4 separate regions of the Zea mays genome follow, and all the other regions are linked to region 3. A link is a contact called in public Hi-C data. All regions are on one chromosome and are shown on one strand. The core of a region is the stretch at or near the end of the contact, and the rest is flanking DNA. Distances in the headings are between cores, read along the strand shown.

What was found. A called contact is a pair of places that touch in the nucleus more often than the background predicts.
Region 1: a Hi-C map of leaf shows a contact between it and region 3, with 5 times the contacts expected there. The contact joins the promoter of LOC103635794 here to the promoter of LOC100279925 in region 3. A contact is called at or near these places in 15 of 25 Hi-C or Micro-C datasets (bundle sheath, ear, endosperm and 5 more) and 2 of 3 datasets of contacts at active chromatin or transcription factors (leaf and seedling).
Region 2: a contact with region 3 is called in a Hi-C map of ear, with 2.2 times the contacts expected there. The contact joins the enhancer-like site here to the promoter of LOC100279925 in region 3. A contact is called at or near these places in 3 of 25 Hi-C or Micro-C datasets (ear, leaf and tassel).
Region 4: a Hi-C map of leaf shows a contact between it and region 3, with 4 times the contacts expected there. The contact joins the promoter of LOC100383661 here to the promoter of LOC100279925 in region 3. A contact is called at or near these places in 2 of 25 Hi-C or Micro-C datasets (leaf and tassel).

The regions. Positions count from the first base shown.
Region 1 is chr8:121,263,952-121,267,272 of Zm-B73-REFERENCE-NAM-5.0, reverse strand. LOC103635794 (cation/H(+) antiporter 15) reads right to left here and starts at 1,857. Exons shown (of 3, transcript XM_035961755.1): 1 at 1,531-1,857; 2 at 411-1,403; 3 at 1-279. The coding sequence starts at 1,725.
Region 2 is chr8:121,148,004-121,151,042 of Zm-B73-REFERENCE-NAM-5.0, reverse strand. No RefSeq gene overlaps it. Among protein-coding and RNA genes, the nearest start is that of TRNAG-UCC, 4.5 kb to the right of the region's middle. Within about 2 kb of position 1,397, at least 11 of the 20 cell types and tissues checked have an H3K27ac peak or open chromatin away from gene starts, as enhancers often do. A contact at or near this core is called in ear and leaf, where this site is marked.
Region 3 is chr8:121,393,865-121,397,077 of Zm-B73-REFERENCE-NAM-5.0, reverse strand. LOC100279925 (Sorting nexin 2B) reads right to left here and starts at 1,300. Exons shown (of 5, transcript NM_001351803.1): 1 at 311-1,300; 2 at 1-77. The coding sequence starts at 1,204.
Region 4 is chr8:121,559,374-121,562,709 of Zm-B73-REFERENCE-NAM-5.0, reverse strand. It overlaps LOC100383661, which reads right to left and starts at 1,491. Exons shown (of 2, transcript NM_001176305.1): 1 at 1,077-1,491. The coding sequence starts at 1,304.

The sequences.
Region 1 (3,321 bases), core at 608-3,107, 130 kb after region 3:
CGCGATCTCGACGAGCTGCAGGAGGTAGAGTCCGATGGGCGTCTGGGGCGTGGCGTGCGACGCTTCGAGCAACGCGAGCGTCCCCGATACGTGGGACTCGTCGTGGATGCACGCCAATATGCGCAGGTCGGCGTCCGGCTTGAGGTGCTGCAAGGTGCGCCGCTTGTACACGGCGTAGCGCCGCGCCGGATCGTACATACATCCCGCCACTGGCACTGACACCGCTGTGATCGCCACCGACGAGCACATGAGGACGCTGTAGGTGTTCTTGCCGATCAACTGCGAACAGAACCGATCAAATGTTTCAAGGCCGACGCAAAGAATGTGAACAAAAATGCAAAATTGGTTGGTGGTTGTTGCATTTGATTCTTCCATCTGCAGAGCTGTCGTATCAGCGTACGAGCGATCACCTTGTTTGTGAGGAAGAAGGTGAAGGTGATGACCTCGACGATGCCCTTGGAGCTCATGAACAAGCTGAGGGACACGGCGTCCCGGAGGGGGATCTCAAGGTACAGCGACGGCACCATGACGCCGATCATCTTGCCAAACCATCCGAGGAGCACGACTAGCTGCAGCCTGCCCCAATGCAGGGACCACACATCGGTGCTGAGGCCGGTCATGGCGTAGTACAGAGGCAGAATCAGGCCGGACACCATGGCGTCAATTTTCTCCCCCAGCGCGGTGCCGAGCGGCGGTCCGTCGGGGATCGCCAGCCCCAGCATCAGCGCGCCGTGGAACGAGTTGGTCCCGATAACGTCGCTGTAGAATCCGACAAGAAGCACGACGAGGAGGAAGAAGAAGACGTAGCTCTCGTCCACGGGCTTGCCCGGCGGCGTGCGCTCGATCACCTTGAGCGCGACCGGGCGCACCGCGAACAGTATGACCGCGCCGAGCGCGGCCACCGAGAGGAACGCCCAGAGCGACGTCACGGCCGAAACGAGGAACGCCTCGGCGAGGATGTACCCCACCATGATGAGCCACGCGATGCCGTCGGTGGTCATCGAGGCCGACATGGCGGTGCGGCCCAGGTCGGAGTTGAGGAGGTTGAGCTCTGACAGGATCGGCGACAGCACCGCGAAGGACGTGACCGAGAGCGACGTGGCCAGCGCGAACAGGAACGTGGAACGCCTCGTTACGTCGGGTTCCTCGACCATGGCGGCGCCGGATAAGCCCGCGGTGGTCATGACCAGCGGGAGGATGAAGCCGGAGAGGGCGATGATCACGCCCTTCTTGCCGGAGCGGACGACGAGCATCGGGTCCATCCGCACGCCGATGAGGAAGATGACGTACATGAGCCCGAACGTCGCGATGGTGTGCAGCACCGGGTCGCCCCTCGCCGGGAACACCGTCTCCTTGAACGCCGGGCTGCGTGACAGCATGGACGGGCCGAGTATGATGCCGCCCTGAAACACATCAGATAGAGCAGCACGTTTCAGTTGATTTGCGCCAAAAAGCTTTCAATCAAGCTGGTGAAAGCAAAAAAACGTTCATGGCGTCGCTGCAAAGTGCAAACTACTAGGATGGACGTGCCATGATCTCAGACACGACGCGGGGCTGCTTGAATGGCTTGAGAAGGAAGTAGAGGACGCGGGTGATGGCGACGATGAGGACGAGCTGCAAGCCGAGCAGCGGCAGCGACTCCTGCAGTGGGTTGCCTCCCTGGAAGATGTTCCGCCCGGCGCCCGTGATCTGCGGGACCACGTAGCAGTCGATGCCGTCGTCCATCTTCCCTGCGTGTCCCTGCCGGCGCCGACGACAATGCCCTGCGCCCTTTCTCGTCAGGCCGTGTCTTCCATGGCGGTCTGCACGGTGTAGTGTAGGTGTAGGCGGGGCGAGAGGCAGAGAAGGGGAGAGGAATGAGCGACATGCCAAAAGAAGTTTTAAAACTTCATAGCCTCGAGATTTTATTGAGCTCTGGTTGTTCGGTAGAGTTTCTGTGGCTGGAAAGCGTATGAATTTCGCGATAAAGATGGCTGCGTCGTGAGTTCAGGAATAGTAAATCTAAATTTGGATTGGGGAACTCATAGGATTTGTGCATCGTGTACTGCGTTCTTTGAGTACTATAGATTTGGAACACGCTTCGGAACAACCGTAAAATAAAATTCAATACAAATTTCTTTAGAGTATCGCGTACCCATTTGCCTTATAAAGTTGCCACAATAGCGTGCATTGTTGATGATTCAATGACTGTTTGTTTGTATTCCTCTCTCTCTCCTAAGACACAGCCCCACTACAAATGTGAAGATATATAAATGTGACATAACTTGTCGGACAATGTATTATCGTTGATTCCGGTGTACTAGTCATGAATATCATCTACGTGCTATGGATATGTATGTTATTCTTTGATATTTGTTATTTAATTATATGGATCGTGGATTCGTGGGTTGTACAGTATTGCTGTTATTCTTTTGATGTTTGTTATTTCTATGGCTCGGTATTACTGATGGCTTGTTTGCCTCTAGGCGTCAGATTTTGGGTCCCTGCTAGATTTAGGGGCAGAGACGAGTTTTAATCCAGCGTAGTCTTCAAATCTAGAACGGTTTTGAAGTTCGGGTTTCAAACGTGGGTCTAGTGGCGTAGCTAGGATTTTAGTGATGGATGGTCCAGTTAGATTTTTAATAATATAATTGCAACAATTGATAAATAGATATGAAATAAAAAAATTACCTGCACTACAATTGATAAATAGACAAAAATTCTGAAGCTCGGCGCTCCGTTCCGAGAGCATAGCCATTGCCTGGGTTGTCGCAGCAACGACGTCATCACGAGCTTGCGAAAGCTCTCGCATCTTGGCTTCCACATCCGTCTTCACCTCCTCTGCCGTTTTCGTGGCCTTCTGGGCTTGGGAAAACATCCTCTGGAGCTCTGGAAAAGGTAAAGGGCTGAGCAACCACGAAGAGCAGATGCAAAAGACATATAAGGACAAAGGAAAAACACCGACCCCTGGCTACGTTGTGTTCTTTCGAGAGCTCTGCGTCCGCCTTCTCCAGGTGAGTCTGAATACTTTCATGTTTGGATACAAACTACCAACTTTCATTACCAGATTCAATGGGTCAAATACAATAACCCTATCTTCTGGTATATATGAACTCACATTCGGGAATTGCCAAAGTATCTTCATCATAAATTTTCTCTGAAGAAGTACCCTCTACTACCACTAGTCGCAACTTCACTTTCCCTATTTTCAATGTCATCCTCACGCTGCAATCCTAGTTGAATATACAAAAGATATTCTTTAGGTACTCCAGTTTGTCCTTTCTCGTCCCATCTACTTTCAATCTGAATGCTACTCCGAACAATTTGAGATGGTTCGATTAT
Region 2 (3,039 bases), core at 148-2,647, 250 kb after region 3:
ACCGCCGTCGTCATGGGAGCATGCGGGGTGCCATCATTACTTGTTTACCGGGGCGAGCCAGATGGGACGTCGGTCTTGTTCCCCGTAGCCTGAGCTAGCTAGGGGTAGGGTAATGATGTACCCCCTGTAGCGTGGTCGGTCCGAGCCCTGGGGTCGGGCGAGGCGGAGATTCCTCCGAGGTCGAGGTTGAGGCCGAGCCCTGGGGTCGGGCGAGGCGGAGACCGTCTTCCGAGGTCGAGGTTGAGACTGAGTCCTGGGGTCGGGCGAGGCGGAGACCGTCTTCCGAGGTCGAGGTTGAGGCCGAGCTCTGGGGTCGGGCGAGGCGGATACCGTCTTCCGAGGTCGAGGCGGGGGCCGAGCCCTAGGGTCGGGCAAGGCGGAGCTTCCTATGGCGCCTGAGGCTGGACTCGGCTGCTGTCAGCCTCACCCTGGCGGGTGGCACAGCAGTCGGAGCAGGGGCAAGCGGCGCTGTTTTCCTGTCAGGTCAGTCAGTGGAGGGGCGAAGTGACTGCGTTCACTTCGGCCCTGCCGACTGAGGAACGTGTGTCCGGATAAGGTGTCAGGCGATCCTTGCATTGAATGCTCCTGCGATACGGTCGGTTGGCGAGGCGATCTGGCCAAGGTTGCTTCACTGCGAAGCCTGCCCGAGCTGGGCCTCGGGCGAGTCGAAGGTGCGCCCGTTGCTTGAGGAGGCCCTCGGGCGAGGCGTGAATTCACTTGGGTCTACTGTTCCTGTCCGAGTCTGGGCTCGGGCGGGGCGAGATCGTGTCCCTTGAGTGGACGGAGCCTTGGCCTGAATTACGTCCATCAGGCTTTTGCAGCTTGTGCTGATGGTGATTATCAGCCGAGTTTAGGAGTCTCGGGGGTACCCTAATTATAATCCCCGACAAACACGGCGCACATAAGGTGCAATGAATAGCTGGTAGATCAGACCCGAGTATATATAACCCACTGTAATTCCAGTCAATATAGCAAATTGGACTACTGCACTACGAAATAAAAGTCGATCGTGTAGTTGTGCTACTATTGAGTGGCCGGCCTTTTCCTTCCAAGTTAAGCTAGGCACGGATCACTGCTAATAATCAGACCTAGCTCGCCGAGGAAGAAAACGATTAATTAGCTAGCTAGCTGGGATAGAAAAAGGTTGCTGAGCTGAAACAGAGACATTTTGTCGTCAATGCATGACGTGTCTTATTTACCGTACGAGGATTTGTGGGTACGCTACCGTGCCATCTCCGCTTAATTAGTTAGCAGCCTCTCTCGCGAATTCAGCAGTTAGTTCTCAACGAAGAGACGTGCGGTTTTGGTTTTGTTTCCATGCATGGCAGCCTACACAGGAATCGATCAGATCTGGACAGTGTGTGTTACTGTTCTCTCCGGCCCTCAGCTCTCCTACCTTTTACATAGGGATGAGAGTAACTGCGTTGGACTGACTGTTAGTGGAACACTGCCAGCTAGCTCGGTCAGGTGGTGTCCTTTCCTTCATTCGTAAAGTAGTCAAAACAGTTGAAATATTAGGCGAGACGTCCGTATCGTCTGCGTTTTTTTTTGTAGTCCGCAACATTCTCGACAGCACTCGAGAAGCCTACCTCACCTGGGAGCTGGCCTAGCTAGCTACTACCTGAACTTTTCCGTGAGAACACGTGTCTGGCTGAAAAGAACCTCTTGCTGCTTCGTCGATCTCCTTCTCTCCGTCATCTTGTATATCGAACAAGAAGCGGCGGCCACAATGCAAGACTGAGTAGGTCGGTCCTTCCTACCTCCAAACCACCTTGAACTACTACCGGAATCACGTTCTTTGCCGAGTGTCTAAGACACTCGGCAAAGGCTATTTTACACTTGGCAAAGGCTTTGCCGAGTGTAACACTCGGCAAAGATTTCATCGGCAAAGGGTTGTTTGCCAAGTGCTTTTTTTCGGACACTCGGCAAAGACTTTGCCGAGTGTCAAAAAGCACTCGGCAAAGAAAAACACTCGGTAAATTAAGAATCGAAAAAATTAAAAAAACAGCAAAATATTTTTTAAATTCTAGGAACAACTCTCCAACCCTACTCTATTACCTTACCCGTTGCCCTATCATTTTTCACTATTATTTTGAATCAAACTTAATATGTTTTGTAAAAGGTGAGATTCGAACTCGCAACCTCTCTCTCGCGCATACCCTCCTATACCACTACACTACTACACCAATTATGTTTATATTACGATTTCCATTCCCCATGTACTATAACAAATCGAGAGTAATTTGATTATTTAAGGCACTAAATGAGTTCATTTGAAAATGTGACCAACTATAAAGTTGCATAACTTTTTGAGATCTAAAAGTTTTATTTTAATAGTTTTTACATCCGAGACCGTTTATAAAATTTGAATTTTAAATTTAAAAACTTCACACAAAATTTTCAATGATAAGATGATTTCAAATCAAAAAATTGTCAACTACAAAGTTTCATTACATTTCAAGACCTACAACTTTTATTTTGGTGGTTTTTCCATCCGAGACAGTTTGAAAAATTCAAATTTCAAAATTCAAACATAGTTTTGCATAACAAGATGATTTCAAACTAAAACATTGTCAACTACAAAGTTTCATAACTCTTCAATACCTACAACTTTCATGTTGGTGGTTTTTCCTTTCGAAGTCGTTTTCAAAATTCAAATTTTAAATTTTTTAAATTCAGACGTAGTTTTCGTTGACAATATGACTTCAAATGAAAAAGTTGTCAACTATAAACTTCTACAACTTCTCAAGATCTACAAAGTTTATTTTGGTTGTTTGGTAATTTGTTTATCTCAGATGATGGTTCTAACAATATGCACAAATTCTATACGTCTCTCTCGTAGTTTCATAAACTACGAGAGAGATATAGGTTTTATGAACAAATTTATTTTTATTTTGTCATATGAAGAAATGTTCAATATATAAATTGTACATCATGATGAGTTATATAAATTTGTAGTTGAAAACTTTTTCATTTGAATTAATTTACTACTTTAAAATGTGATTTTTAAATTGTCTTTGCCTAGTGTTGGAGAAAAAA
Region 3 (3,213 bases), core at 51-2,550:
GCCAGCTTAATCAATGTCATTCCCAAGTGACCTGTAGTTTCTCTAAGATCATCTTGGGCTTTAACAAGCGCTTCCGCCTGCATATATATAAAATACAAAGTTTAAAGGATTGGCCAGAGCAATTTTGTATTCTTCGCATAATAATATGTATGTAAAAGAGGAAGCATGGGCCAACACATGCAACTGAGCCATTTCACAAGATCTGTAAGTAGATAAATGCCACCATTTCACAAGATCTGTGAGTAGATCAATACCTGTTGTGATGCTATGCAACTGAGCTATTTCACAAGATCCGTGAGTAGATCAATACCTGCTGTGATGTTATGGTAAGCTGCTGCTGTAAGTCATCAAACCTGGCCTTGTGCGCCAGGAACTCTGTGTCTGTCTCCTGCTCCACAGGTGGAGGCTTTGTTGCAACCAGTCCATTCACCACCGTCTGCTTGAGACCCTTAAACATCCCAAACAAGTCCCTCCTAGCTTTCGTTGGCACCAGCGGAGCAGCAGCATTCAGCGTGGTAGTCCAGTACCGCGGGGGCTCACCCTGAAAGGCAGGGACGGCACCAGGCTCCGTGAGGAACGTGCGGAGGTCAGGGCTGTGGCCGACGATGGGGTGCACGGCAAGGCGGCGGAGGTAGCGCTGGAGCGCAGCGCACCGCTGGCTCACGAAGTCGTGGCGCTGCATGACCTGCCCCTCGAGGACGCTCTTGTCGGGTCGGGCCGGGACGAAGAGGCCACGGTGGGCTGCGGCAAGGCGGTCCGCGAGGGTCACCACGTCGCGGAAGCGCCGCCGCACGCGGACCTCCCCGCCGCCGCCCGCAAGACGGGTGGTGATGAGGTAAGAGAAGTAGCTACCGGACCCCGGGATCACACCGGCGGCACCCCCGCCGCTGGGCTCCGCGTGCTTCTTGGGATCCGATACGGTGATTTTGGCGAACACTGGGGACGCCGCATCACCACGCGCAGCGCGCGGCTGGCGGGCGACGTTGGGCGCCGGGGCGGTGGAGAAGTCGTCCTCGTCGAAGTCGTCGATGACGAATGGGTCGTCGCTCGCGGCGGCGGTCGGGGAGGTAGGTGGCCGGAGGAGGGGGTCGGTGGAAGTGGAGGCGGTAGCGGCGGCGGACGACGAGGATGAGTCGAGGGCGAGGGTTTCCAGGGCGTCAGCGGCGGTGGAGGGAACCGACGGCGAGGGCTCCGCTGCCATCATCGCTGGTTGAGAAGGGTGGTGGGTAGGGTTTGGACTTGGCCTCTTGGGATTGAGTGGATCTGACTAGGAGGGAGGCCGCGACCCGCGAACAATCGGTCGGTCGACTCGACGGGCGGAAGGAAGGAGGCGGCGGCGAAGTCGGTAGCGTCGCGTGTCCCCGCCGCAGTTATGCGTAAGCAATGGGCCATGGGGCAGTGTTTTGAAGAGGTGGGGCCTCGAGTTAAATAGTACTATCTCGTCGCGATTTAAAGTGATTTTGGTCTGGTTAAATTTATTAAAAATAGTAATAATATTTAAACATCTAAATAGATGCATTATGAAATATATTTAGTAAAACTTTAACAATTATTGATTAATATGATAGGTTTAGTATATTTTATACAAATTCGATCAAACAAAGATATTTTATATAAGCACTATTTTCAAATTGTTTTTATAGAAAGAGTAATATAGGAGAGACCGTTTGATTTTATTATTACTATTTTACTATTCAGTCAATAGCAAATCAAAAAATTTCTAATTCAATGTCAAGAAAGATTATGCCCCTGTTTGTTTCGGCTTTTCGCAGCTTCTGGCCACCAAAAGCTGCTGCGAACTGCCAAACATTCAGATTTTCAGCCAGCTTCTATAAAATTCGTTTGAGTAAAAACCATTCAAAATCAACATAAACATATAATCGGTTGAGTCGTCGCAATAGTAGTAATCCGTCACTTTATAGATCCTGAGCCCCATGGACAACTTTATCTTCCTCCGCATGTAATTCTAATGATACTCAGATTCTCTACACAACCAGATTCTCCCCACAGCTAGATTATCGGAAAAGCTGGTCAGAAAAAAGGTGAACCAAACAGGCCCTATACTTGTGACTTTCGCCAAGATAGATTCAAGGATTCCAATACAAGAAGATACCATGGGATCCACCATGTTGGGACAACCGCTCCTGAGGGTCTATGCCATAGGACCTTTTCTGGCCTAGACTAGGAAAATGATTTAACCTAACATAATTTATAATATGGCACCTAAGGGCTTGTTCGTTAGAGGTGGACTAGAGGGGATTTAGGGCGTGTTTAATAATGGCTCTGCTCCACTTTAGAGCAGATCTACCCTAAAACTCATAGTTGAGCCGTTGCTCTAGAATTTAGATTGTTTTTCTCATAATCAGTGCAATGGCTGGTAAATAACTCTAAACTCCATGCCTAGGTTGTTTTCTAGAGATTTCGAAGCAGCAAAAGAGGTACTCCAAAAAATTATAGTACAACTCTAAAACTCCATGAAGTTTGCAACTCTAGAGTTAGAGTGTTTGACAGGATTTGTCCAGTTCCTCCTTAGAGTTTTGCTCTAGAGCCATGCCAATCACAACTTGAAGGTCCCCAAGCCTAGAGGCGCTCTAAGACCTAGGGACCCTAGCACATCAGGACAACCTAAAATGAAATAACTAAGTCCTGAGAAGCCTTGTGCCCTAAGGCATTGGTAAACGATCTAGACCCTCATACTCCTCATGTCCTAGGGGTGTTGGGATTCATGACGTTCTACTAACTCAGGTCTTCAAGAAATTCTAAAGACAATCCACAATCCTTCAAGAAAAATTTAAGAAGAATTAGTACAACCATATCATTTTTTTCTTCTCACAAAAGTGTGTATTTTAAAATAACAATGACTTTCTTTATGAGTTTGTACTAATACATAGCCATTAGTAGCCCCCAACATCTCGAGCATTACAAGGACAATTGGGATGTTTAAGGAAAAAAACTTAATATAAAGAGAACTTAAACATAAAATCGATGTGACTCATCAATGTTCCATAAATTAGATTATTGTGTTGTCGTCAAGTTGGAGTCGGTAAGCATTAGAAACGAGAACTTGATTAGTGATAAATAGACCCCTCCTAGATGGGTGACAACTCGTGTTTGTCTTTTGAAGTCTGGATCTTGTACAATGCCATATCACCAAATGTAAATTTTTTGTAATGAACATGGCACTCATAATATTTCCACATTGCTTGTTGGCAT
Region 4 (3,336 bases), core at 242-2,741, 170 kb before region 3:
GACTTCTAAAGAAACATTGAAATGCGATTATTCAATCTCCTCCTGATTCACATATTAAATCTACAGGACCAGCTAGTAATACAGTACAGCCCCCAACATCCTATCTAAGACTAAGTGTATCCTTGGATGCCTCACACACATGTTTGGTTAATGCCAAAATTGTCGGCATCACTTCCTGTACTGTATTACTAGGACCTGTATCAAATGCCATAACAACAGCAGTCTAGATAAAATGCAAATAGTTTACTTAGTTGTCACCTGGAGTAATAAGACGTTAAAAGCATAACTTCTTCCAAGTAGCGACAAACCAGGACTCCAATCAAATTAGTCATGTCTTGACAGCAAGTTCATCCTTGCTAGTCAGCTGTAATGTTGTACTACTGCATTTACATCATGTTATAGTGCACTATGTTTCATCTGGAAGTGCTTGTAACTTGTAAAGTGTGTGAAACAGTCAAGGCGAGAGGCTGGTAAAACTGCTCATACCAAGTCACAACCCAACAGCGTCGAGATCTAATAGTGGACCTCTATTCCTCGCAATGTCGGACCGAAGAGGACACCCAGCATACTACTAGCTACTAGTAAATGCCATCATTCATTTGGTTCCTTTCGGCTCCAGATTGATGCCGAGCCGAAGTCCCACAGTGGCCTGTCACAATCACCCGCAGCAGCAATGACGCCAACCACTTCGCCGAAACTCGAAAAGAATGCTGCTTAGTTCTGCCTGCCCTCCCTCCCCAAATTAAAACCAGACACCTAATCACAGCTGTTACGACCAGGGTTGCCAGTACCAGAGAGCAAACTGGAAGTAAAACCCTCGCGTTTACGAATTGCTACCCCCTTCAAACCCGTAGAGGCACGGCCGATCTCAAACTAAATTGATCAAGAGATGCCAAGGCGCTTTGAAAAAGGAGGTATTGGCTGAGAAAGCGGTGCGCTGGCAATCATGCCGCCGCCGCCGCCACCGCCACCCTGCTCCTCTTTGAGAAAAGCGGGAGGCCACTGCCCCTGCCCCTGCCGCGCGTCGCATAAACTAAAGCCGCAAGCAAAAGGCGCCCGCGCTCCGGTTGACTGACCTCTGGGCGGAGGTGGACGCGCGGCGGAGCCTGCGGGTGGCGCCACTGGGAGACGGCGGCAGCCCCGCCGCCGAACAGGTCGACGGCCTGGCGCACTGACTGGAACGGCGACGACGTGTCCACCTCGCCGCGCCCCCGCATAGCCGCCGCCACCGCCGCAAGGTTCGCCTGGTCGCCGCCGCCCCCTGCTGGGACGCCGACGGCGCGCCGCGCCGCCACTTCCGCCATCGCGGCCGTCCGAGGAGCGCCGCACGTCCGCCCGCGCCCCGCGGCGCGCTGATGAGTGTTAGTGGAGTACTGGGGTCTTGGGGGGGGGGGGCGCGGCGGGGAAGGGCAATGGCAGTGTCCTGTACTCCTGTCCTGCCCAGGTGGGCGCCCGTGACTGTAAGCGCTGCTGCGGTTTTTCGGCTCTGGCTGTCCGTACTCCGTAGCGGCAGCGTGCGGATGCCGGGGTGGGGAGCGCGGCGCCGTGGGGAACGTAAAGAAAGTAATACTAGTCGCCTTGCCTGCTTGGTGACGCCGAGCGTAGGTGCGCAGTGCGCTTGTGACGAAAAGGCAGGGGCAGTGGTGCGACCGTGCTCTGGTGGGTGTTCGGATAAAATAAAACTCGAAATGACAGCAGTTTTCACCCGTGCCCACGGCCCGTAGGGCCTGCGACGCTAACGAGACTGACGAGGTGGGGGCAACCGGTGGGTGGGCCATTGTCAGTGAGTGCTGCGGGTCTGTTCGGTGTCTGCCATTGGGTTGGTGGGCTGGTGGCTGCCGGTCGTGACTCGTGAACGCGTAACCTGTAGGGCTGGATTGGGGGACCTGGCCCGGGGTTCATGGGCTGATCCGTGGATCACGCCCGCCGTGTCTGGATGATAAAATGGCCAGAACTACGTGATAATAATCCAGGAAAATGTTGCTTGGAGATTTTGTTTTTTCCTTTTAGGGTTAATTTGACAACTCTATTTTTATAAATAAGTTCTATTTTTTTTTATATAAAAATGAACTACTTTCTTTTGAAAAAATAGAAATTTTCTGGAAAAAAAGTTGCCAAACTAGCCCACAGATGATATCATAGGGGGGAATTGCCCTCATGTTTTAAAATTGCTACCGAATCCACTTTCATTCCATATGTGGCTATACACGCAAAAAGGAGATTTCACATGACACAAGGTTACAACGTCTTTGGTTTAAGGATTAAGGTAGTTCATCGTCTTCTTACTCTATATTCTTATTTGGTTGGTGAACTAGAATAAGTTGATCTATCATCACTTCATTCCGTATAGCCTAATAATCTTTACCACTATACAATACAATCTAGTAGACTCCAACTATATCACCATTACACATATAACATTCACTATATTCACTAAACAAATTGCATCCAGACTTAACACGTAATCATCCCTCGCCCACAATCCCATCGCCCCCCAAGGCTTCCCTTCTCCCTAGCTCCTGCATCCCCGCCGACCCCTTCCCTCGCCGTCGCGCCCGCGAGGCCGCGACCTGTGTGTCCATCGCTAAATTTTTCTATCTCCTTTATAGTGTGAAAATTTAGGGTCCTGATTCGTATTTCTTTTTGAAGCCACGGAAATGCTCTCCCTCGCTCGATCCGGCTGCGACGTGTGTGTCCGCCGTCTTGCCACGATCAAAATCTAAATCTAATAAAAAAAATAGCACTCGGTAGTTAGGCAGTAACTTGCGAGCACATTGATGGTACAGGACACTGGAAAAATGAGGCGGCGGTTACAAAATCCTGGGAATGCAAGGAGCTACTCTTGTTGACTGTAAAACCCTTCCGGTTACAATCCATAGGGCCGGCCATCCATTCCTCGTCGCCTCACGGACGCGGTCATGCAGGGAGCAATGAATAGTAGAGAGTAGGCATAGAGATCTGCTTCTCTGACGACGCAAGACTGTGCCGCCTCTGTCGCCCTGTTTGGCCGGGACTGGAGGAGCTTAGGATCCGCCATCAACCTGTCCTCGTATTTCTGCGGCCATAGAAGTATACTATACTATGGCATTGGTAGAAACATTCTGCAATACAGACCACGTACAGAGCCATGCCAGCTCGACATCATGCATGGGCATGGCAATGGCAACACAAGAGCAGATCTCTAGTACTACGTGACGCGCCATGCACGGACGGGGGCAATCATAAATACACTGGTACACCGGCGCACTCATGCTGTCTCTGTTTTTTTTGTTGTTGTCACATGCTGCTGGTGTGGTGACCAACTCCGGCGCCCCCCCCCCCCCCCCCCCCCCCCCC